Linked DNA regions of Zea mays: all the other regions are linked to region 2. The links are chromatin contacts, called in public Hi-C maps. All regions are on one chromosome and are shown on one strand. The core of a region is the stretch at or near the end of the contact, and the rest is flanking DNA. Distances in the headings are between cores, read along the strand shown. Region 1 holds the start of LOC100384565. Region 2 holds the start of LOC100194274. Region 3 holds the start of LOC100281165 (arabinogalactan protein).

Region 1 (3,120 bases), core at 261-2,760, 180 kb before region 2:
ACAACAGTTCGCTAGTTCGGGAATACCCGAACCCAAAATTCTGGATACCCGAATTTTCGGATATTGTAAAACCGTTGTAATTTTTGGTATCGATTATCAAAACCCAAAATTCTAAATACACGAATTACCAGACCCAAAAATTTCGGATAACCTCAACACCCACCCGTAGTGGAGACCTCAAAGACCAGCGCCCACCCAAAAAAAACCCGGACATGGACGCCGCTGATTGGCATCGGATCTCGTTGAATGAAAAGATTGGTCATGGTCATACCCACGCGATATTTGCGTCCCATTCATCTTTGCTTTCCGCAAACACCTTCTCTTTGACTGGACCGCTAGGTTGCAAAGAGGAATAGGATAGTTTCTGTTATGAAAAGAAGATATAAAAGAAAAGAGAGCAAAGGCATTAAGGCAACAACAACCTTTGTGCTCCGAAGAAAATAGTGATATATTAGGGTGTGAGAGCCTGAGAGGCACTAGTAGGAGTGGATTAGAACAAAGCTTAACATAAGCAATACCGACACTTGTGTCTGACCAAACAAAGACCGGAGCAACTACCAAAGCTTCATGGGATGTAAAGGCAAGCAACCCATCAAATAATTTACAAAGTTCAACTAAGCACCTCTTGGGCCACAATACTATATCTCAAATACCATAGTATCATATTAGAACTGTAAATAAACCTTCTACCAAACGAGCTCTAAAGAAACATTACATTTTTCGAGAATCAATATTCGTAGGTGTTACACGAATCTATATATTGTGAGGTTTATGTGCGGAGAAAAAGGAAGGGGTTATAAGTTTTAGGGTTTACAAAGCAGTGACCCCTCATGTCGCGATGACTAGACGAATTATACATTTATCTATTTATATTGATTTGTGAGTTGTTTTACATAAGCAGACTAAAAAGTAAAACATTGAAATCCGTCCAAAAACCGATCACACGACCTGAGACAGTGCGTGGGCCGCGGGAGGAAAGTCGGTCTTTATTCACTAGCTCTACTATCTCAATTCTGTTTAGAACCTCTAAAACTAATAGTTAGCTACTAAAAACTAGTTGTTAGGTTCTAAACACCATCAACTAATACCACAACTAATTATTAGCTATCTCACAATAAACAATTAGTTCATTAGTTGGCTCAACACAACTAATAATTTATTAGCTGACTAATTATTAGCTCTAGCGTTCCAACAGAGCCTCATTTTATATCCTACTTTTTATTTTAATTTTTATGGTTAGTTTGGGAACCCTATTTTTCTAAGGATTTTTTATTTTCTCAAAAGAAAATAAACTAAATTTTCTTAGAGAAATAGAAATTCCTTAGAAAAATGAGATCGTGAACACTATTTTTTCCCAAAAAAAATTCTATTTTTCCTAGAAAAAATGAACTATTTTTTTTAGAAAAATAGAAATTCGTTTGAAAAATAAGATTACCATAGCGCTTAGACACAGGGTAAAGAAAGCGCGCACCAGCGCAGCACTCGCACTCGAGCACCGAGAGGGAGGAAAAAAGAATTCTCCACTTCCCCACTCTCCCTCTCCCGCTCGTGGCTCGTCAGTGGGTGGGAGTGTGCGGGGCTAGCCGCTAGGGTTTCCGCGAGCCCATCGCCGGCCGGCCACGGACGATCCGGGACTCCATCCGGCGCCTGCCCTGAATCGGCTTCGCGGGGCGCAAGGAGCGAGAGAATGAAGTCGTCGCTGCGGAAGCTGCGGGGCTTCGCGCTGCAGCGCCAGGAGCAGCGGGTGGACCGGGACCGCGGCCGGGGCCACGCCACCGCCGCCGCCACCGCGGCGGACGAGCTCCTCGCGGCTGCCCAGGTGCGTGGGCCTTGCGCCTCTCCCTTCCGCTTCGTGGCTGCGCGAGCGAGCGAGCCGGATGGGTGGGTCAGTCTGTTGGGGCTGTGGAGATCTCGCGGGGGAGCTCTGGCCCTGCTTGTGGTTTTCGCAGCAGCCGCTGCGGGTTGATGGATTCCACGTGGTTGGGTTTGATGACCAGTTCATAGTTCGGTGGTTGCCTGGTTGGCGTGCGAGAGTCTGGAGCATGGTCGTCGTGACTCGTGAGGATTTCGTAGAAATTCTAGTGTCCGGATCTGTTCTCAATTTCACGAACACACGGCTGGACATCGTTGGGATTCCACCGGGAGGAATGAGCTTTGCTTTCGGGTTGTTTCCTGGTGCTGTGGGAATCGTCCGCTCACATTTTAGTTTAGCATAGTTGAGAGAGTTTGCTTTGATCTGCTAGTGGCGTGATTTCAGCTCAACTACTGTGGTTACTTGGCAGAGTCATGTTTGCTTTTGGTTCCATGCATTTTCTCCTGTTCAATGGTGTGATAATTGAGTGATTATCATGCATCGATGCTTGTGTGTGATGTCGCTTTGGTGCGAGATACATTTAAGCATTTGGCATGCCTTTCTGCGCTAGGGTAGTGTGGGCAGGCAGCAGAACTCGTGATACTTCTGAATTCCTTGCAGTAAATGAAGGTGTTAGTTTGCTCAATTGAGATCTTGTCTAATCGAGTTGGATCTGACAAATGGGTGCCCCATTCCAGATTAGTTTGTGCAGAAGTCTTCAATTGTTTAAAATTGAACTATTTTGTGTGGCTGTCCTGAATAACAAAAACAGTGGTGAGTCCTGCTGTTCACCAGCTGTATAACTTCATCAGAATACCATAATGGATGATGTTAAAACTTCTCTTGTTTTAAATTCTGGGTCTGCTTCCTGCTAGTTTTGTTCTGAATTGTTGCTTTCTTTGACAGGATATGGCAGATATGAGAAGCTGTTACGATAACTTGCTTTCTGTTGCTGCAGCAATTGCAAATAGTGCATATGGTAATTTTCTTGTCTAAAGCCCTCCCCCACCCCCTAAAGGCCTTTATTAAGTTTTCTTATATGTCCAATGGCGTTTTATGTATATATTAGTTATTGGTTATGTCTTCATTTATGTTTATTACTTAGGTTTGCACATTATTTTTTGAATATAAATAGCCATCATCTCTCTAAAGTTCATGCTGCACATATTTATACCCTGTTTCTTCTAATGATTTACTCAATCAAGCTGGGGAAATGCAAACCTTGAACACCTTGATTTCAAGTACCCGACATTTTGTAACCTCAGTTC
Region 2 (3,020 bases), core at 402-2,901:
CACGATCACGATACAGTCGATATTCTGGAGCTGAACCCTGGACGACGACCATGTGCTACAGTGGTAGAGGGCAAGGAAACAGAAGGCAGACCTGCGGGAAAGAGATGCTGGCGCCGCCGCCGCCGCCATCGCCGTGGAGCTCGTAGGACCGGGGGGAGGAGGCAGAGGCGGTGGCGTGCGTACTGTCCGCGATAGCCTCGAATGGAGGTCTGCTCAGGGCAGAGCTAGGCACCGCAAGCGCCTCGTGGTGGAGCTGGAGCATCCCTTCGATTTTCTGAAACGCGTGGATTGCAGGTTTCCTGTGATTCGTGAACGCCATGGCGACAGGGGATGGAAGAGACATAGTATGTATGGTTGCGTACTTGAGTAGTATGGTCAGTGCTGAAAGCGTCAGTAGTGTCCATGCCAAAGCCATACAGCACAGGGCTCAGTGAAGCGATCTTCATGGAAAGGAACTGCAATGCAACGACGCGCCCAAGAAGCAAGCGGACTTTCCAGTTAGTTACAGCTTTCTAATCTCAACATGTGTCGTAATTTATTTATTTATTTATTTGCCCAGTGTATCTATCACTATCACCTCGACTTGGTTCTGCAAGGACTGCACGTAGTTGATGATCTCGTCCAAAACGAGGGCTTTTCCAGTGACCTGCATTATTAAAAAAAAGAGAGAAGGTAATTCCCCTCTGAAAGTTAGTGCCATGCGTTTTGAGATGCAAATTAAAGAGCGGAGCGGTGCATTTGAGTAGATTTGAGGGACCTTATCACAGCCAGGGACCAGGGCCTGCAGCACCCTCATCCTCTCGCTGATCCTCTCCCTCCTCACCTGAAGGAAATGGCAGCAGAACAGATGATGAGCAAAAAGGTTGCGGCCCAAACAACCACGAAGTCAACAGCAAGATGGCGGTGGGTGAAAATACGCAGGCGATGCTGCACACTAGTATAGTAGTATGTACCCTCTCCGCAAGGCTGTGGCTGTCCGTGGCTTGCCCTCTCCTTGCCCTGACGTGTATGTACCCCTTGGGCTCCTCCTCCTCGTCTACCTCCTTGCTGCTTCTGCCTCTTTTCCCTCCCCTATTCTTGGTGCTTCCCTTCGAGCTCGAGTCCTGCTTGTTCAGTTCACGAAACCAAACTCTATCAAGGACTGTAATCCTCTGTTTTTTAGAGGTTGTGAAAACGTTCTCTCTCTTTCTTGAGCCGCTGGAACATTGTTCTGTTCTCACATGCACCAGAGCTTAATCTTGTGGTGTGAACCGAAAACCACAGTACCTTGGAGTGCGCAGAGCTGAAGCTGAAGCTGGCGCTGGCGCTGGCGCTGTCTTCCCTGGGCTTCGTCGGGGCCTTCCTACCGCCAGAATCAGCGCCTCCGCCTCGTGGGGAGGTGTCGAGAACACCGGACGAGGTCTCTAGCGAGGCTGAGTCTGCCGTGGCTGCACCTGCGCCATTGCAGAACAGGAAGCTCGGCGCGCCATGGGAGGCGCCGGCTACGCCGTGCTCCATCTGCGCGAGCTGTGGGAATAAGCTTGCCATTTGTCAACCAGCAGCGCCTGCGGTATGCTATGCTATGCTATGCTACGCTACGCTATCCTCACCGCCCGCGTGCCGACGCCTTTTCAGTGTAGTAGTTTTCTTGGCAAGGAGGAGTTCATCAGAAGCAACAACAGCATGGAGTTCAATGGCGACCTGCAGCCATTGGCTTATATACACGAGCGAGCAGGTGAGCAGCTGAGGCCGGGGAGGGGGAGACGGCGGAGGAATGAGAGAGCGAGATGATAAGACCAAATCGTTACTTCTCCATTAATTGATATATTGGCAGTGGTAAGGAAGGGCCCCGGTGTCCCTTGGTGTATTATATTGTTCTAGTAATAGGATGAGCGAAACGACTGAAGAAATGTCCATCAGCAGTTCAGGATATGGTCATGTGGGTAGGGCCTGATCCTTTTTTTCCCACCCTTTCTGGTTCCTATTTTGTGCCCAAGTCTATTTGACAGACAAGTTGAGTGTGTAAAAAAAAACTTTTTGCGTGCCCCACTTTTGGCAGCAACGTTTTTGCAGTTACCAAACTAGCCCTAAACGGTTAAAGAACGCTTAAACTGCTAATTAAACAGAATAAATGATCGATTAATCAAACGAAAACGACGGCTATTAAGACGATCATATTTGGTCATAGTACTGTCATGGGGTGGTCTGCAGGCAACAGAAGAAGGTTACGGGATTTTGTGGAAGTTGAGGATGGATAGAAAGTTAATTAAATTTACCTGCAGCACCACGTACTGGTCCTGATGATTCTGAATCCTGATCCTGGTCCTGGGCCGTCATAATGGAGGAACTGAAACCCGATTGACGACTGAGACTGAGAGAAAGGGCTGCATGCGCTCCTGGTTTCTGAGCGCCTTCCAGCCCCCCCCCCCCCCCCCCCCCCTGCCTGCAACATCACCTACAAAGTGGCTGCGTCATTAACTGCTGCACATGTAAAGAAAAAAAACCATGTGACGCTGACAGTAAAGATACTAGCTAGTAGTAACCATCAGAGTGGCACAAGGGATCTTCCTGTCCTGGCGATGGTCATCAGGACGTACGGGCTTTTGAGCGGCTGCGCCTGCACTGCACGCATGCATGCATGCGGACGCTGGCTTGGACGGTCGTCCACGACGATCGATGCATGTCAGTCTACGGCCTTTCATGTTTTTTACTGCTACATCGCAAACCTTGGTCTTGTTTTTCCATACTTCCAGTGACGAGTTACTCCGATTAGCTATACCTCTAAATTTAGGACAGTTACTCCGATATCTATCTAAACATCTAAATTTAGGATATACTATATAGCATGGTTTTAAATAACGGGTTAAAGGATTTAGCGGCGTGCTTCTCAAAAGTGCAAATAGCAGGCTATATCGAAATATAGCAATCTAGATGAGGCTATATCGCATAGCTTTTTCTTGTTAAAACAGCTATAGCGGGCTATAGCGAAAGCTATAACTGGTTATTTAAAACTCTGTTATATAGTTTGATAAAGTATACGT
Region 3 (2,714 bases), core at 104-2,603, 180 kb after region 2:
ATGACGACGGTGGTTCTTAGCCCCCTACGGAAGCAAGAAGACGTCAGCAGGATCCCAGCAGCACCGCCAGCTGCGCTTCTACAGGGCTCAGACACTTCTCCGACGGCCACGTTATGGCATACACAGGGCTCTAGCACCTCTCCGACAGCCACGTTGGCATGTACACAGGGATCAGACACCTCTCTACCAGACACATTAGCGCATAAGCTACACCCCCATTGTACACCTAAACCCTCTCCTTGCATCTATAAAAGGGAGGTCCAGGGCCTTACTGCGAGAGGGTCGCGCGGAGGGACGAGCAAACGAACAGGCTCACTCTCTCTCGCGAACGCTTGTAACCTCTACTACGAGCACACCCCCCCCCCCGGTACGAGATAATACGAGCCGCGTTTTCCCCTTGTGTTCCATCTCGCACCAACCCATCTGGGTAGGGACACGCAACGACAAATTTACTGGTTGGCTCACGGACCCCTCGGGTCCGAAACGCCGACAGATGGTGACATAAATGTCTTTGGTGATACCATATGCAATGTTTTGATGCCCGACGAAGAATAGGAACCGACGAGAGTGAGCACTTCAGACATTAGATTTAACCGAGTTTCAGTTTTTGTTGGACAGTAGCATTATCCAGCTTCACTTCCCAGGGCAGTGTTTTCAAAGTTTGTTTCAACTAGTCTTGAAGGCTTGCTTGTCGGCGAGTTCATACTAGTAAATAGTAATCTGCGTTTCAGTGTACTGAATATTGAACTGCGTTTCAGTGGCCGCCATATATGTTAGTGTTTTAAGTGTCTGACGAGTAATATGCATTTTCAGTGTTTTCAGCTGTCAGTAATCTACGTTTTCAGTGTTTTCAACTGCCATATATACTGTGTTTCATACCAGTAATCTATACACAAACTCTGAAAACTCTGAAGAAGGTGTACCATATATGATGCATGCGTTTTCGGTGCCTGCAATTTCTGTACACTGTAGGCGAGGGCATTTGTGTACCAGATGATTTAAAAAACTTACGACCTGTTTGGATTGACAAATGAACTCATCCAGAATCATCCGAACCTAAGTCCGAACCTGCATGTTCTGTTTGGTTTGTGTCACGAGGTAAACCCATCCGTCATCAAGCCATCCTTCGTAGCTTTCTCTATAGGTATAAGTTGACGGTCGAGCTGGTTCCTTGAAAAAGTAGCGGATGACCTCGTCCTTCTGGTCTCTAACCCATGACGGATGATTTGACTCCGGGCTACATGATGCTGCAATCCAAACACGTCATTAAGGGGTGCGCTGGTCATTTTGAACAGAAATAAAGCTATTTTTGACAAATAGCGCTTCCAAGCAGCTCCAGCCAGTTTTTTTTTTAGAAACCGGTTTTTAAAAACTAAGATAAAAAACCAGTTTTTTATAAACTACAACGCTTCCAAACGGTGCCGTAATCGACCCCACCGGGCCACCGTTCCTTGCCAACTGCCAAGCATCACCGCGAAATCTAATAACTCGTTGCTCTTCGTCTTCGCTCCGCGATCGATCCAGGAGGGGGAAGCAGAAGGAGGGATGGCGGAGAACCCGCAGCTGTTTGGGAATGGGATGCCGGTGCCGTTCTACAGTGAGATGTTCGTCCTCGCCCGGGATGGCGTCGAGTTCCACGTCGACAAGATCCCATCGTAAGTACCATCCCACCTGCTGATTTTGCGATGTATATAGGGATTACGGTTTCCAATTGTGGATTTAGTGATTATAGGACTATATTTTTAGGTTTCCAGGTGGAAAAATAGTCAAGCAATGGATTCCGATTTCTGGATGGGGATTTAGGGATCGCCATACTAGTTTTTAGGTTTTCTTGGGATGGAAAATAGTCGAATACAATGAATTCCGCGGTTTCTGGAGGGCGATTTAGGGATGTCCGGACTAGTTTTTTTTGGTAGAAACAAATACAATGGATCGAAGGGGACTGGTGTCGGCCCAACATTGAGGATGGTGCGGGAATACGGGATGGCCACGCTATAGGTGGCGTGGTGGCCGGCCGGAATTGAGCCCTTGAAGATGTTCTCCGCTGAGCAAGTCGTGCCACGGATTGCCGTTGTTCTGGCTGCTGCCTCTTTGTTTGGCGATGAATCTGGTTGGTTCATCGATATGTTTTTGTAAAGGGAACATATCTGGTGCTCAAAGGGGTAAGGTGCTCACGTGCACATTTTAAATCTGGAGCGTCCATCCAACATCTAATAGAAGCATCAATATTACAAAGAACCCCTTTCACCTTCCTCCCTTGGTGGGAGGGGTTCTTAATCAAATTAACTGCAGCCGCTGGATGTGAGATGGATGTTCCAGATTTAAAATATGCACGTGAGCACCGTACCCCTTTGAGCACCATATATGTTTCCTTTTGTAAATATATATACTACAATGCAAATCTGAATTACGATCTTTATGACTTCATCTCTTTCCTTATTTAGACAATTTGGAGTATCATGTGGGTAGAAGTAGAACTGTTGTATGAGGAAGGAGGGACTGTCTAACATAATAATCTTCATAGGCTACAACAAAAATACAAAATTCAGGCCATGTTTGGTTTTGGTTGAGCTGTGGCTTTTGAAAAGAAAAGGCTATGGTAAGCTGTGGGCTGTGACTGCTGTGAGTTGAGAGTTGCGAGAAAACCTGAAAGTTTTTTGGTTGGAGCAGCTATGGGCTGTGCAGAAGATGTAGGCTGTGTATGAAATACCTGT

The links. A called contact is a pair of places that touch in the nucleus more often than the background predicts.
Region 1: a contact with region 2 is called in a Hi-C map of tassel, with 2.3 times the contacts expected there. The contact joins the promoter of LOC100384565 here to the promoter of LOC100194274 in region 2. A contact is called at or near these places in 2 of 25 Hi-C or Micro-C datasets (ear and tassel).
Region 3: a contact with region 2 is called in a Hi-C map of ear, with 2.2 times the contacts expected there. The contact joins the promoter of LOC100281165 here to the promoter of LOC100194274 in region 2. A contact is called at or near these places in 2 of 25 Hi-C or Micro-C datasets (ear and tassel).

What each region holds. Positions count from the first base shown.
Region 1 is chr2:198,548,119-198,551,238 of Zm-B73-REFERENCE-NAM-5.0, forward strand. It overlaps LOC100384565, which reads left to right and starts at 1,511. Exons shown (of 10, transcript NM_001177076.1): 1 at 1,511-1,819; 2 at 2,759-2,831. The coding sequence starts at 1,688.
Region 2 is chr2:198,728,700-198,731,719 of Zm-B73-REFERENCE-NAM-5.0, forward strand. It overlaps LOC100194274, which reads right to left and starts at 1,652. Exons shown (of 7, transcript NM_001139313.1): 1 at 1,267-1,652; 2 at 954-1,103; 3 at 758-823; 4 at 578-646; 5 at 363-455; 6 at 92-274. The coding sequence starts at 1,527.
Region 3 is chr2:198,911,815-198,914,528 of Zm-B73-REFERENCE-NAM-5.0, forward strand. LOC100281165 (arabinogalactan protein) reads left to right here and starts at 1,354. Exons shown (of 5, transcript NM_001154084.2): 1 at 1,354-1,655. The coding sequence starts at 1,546.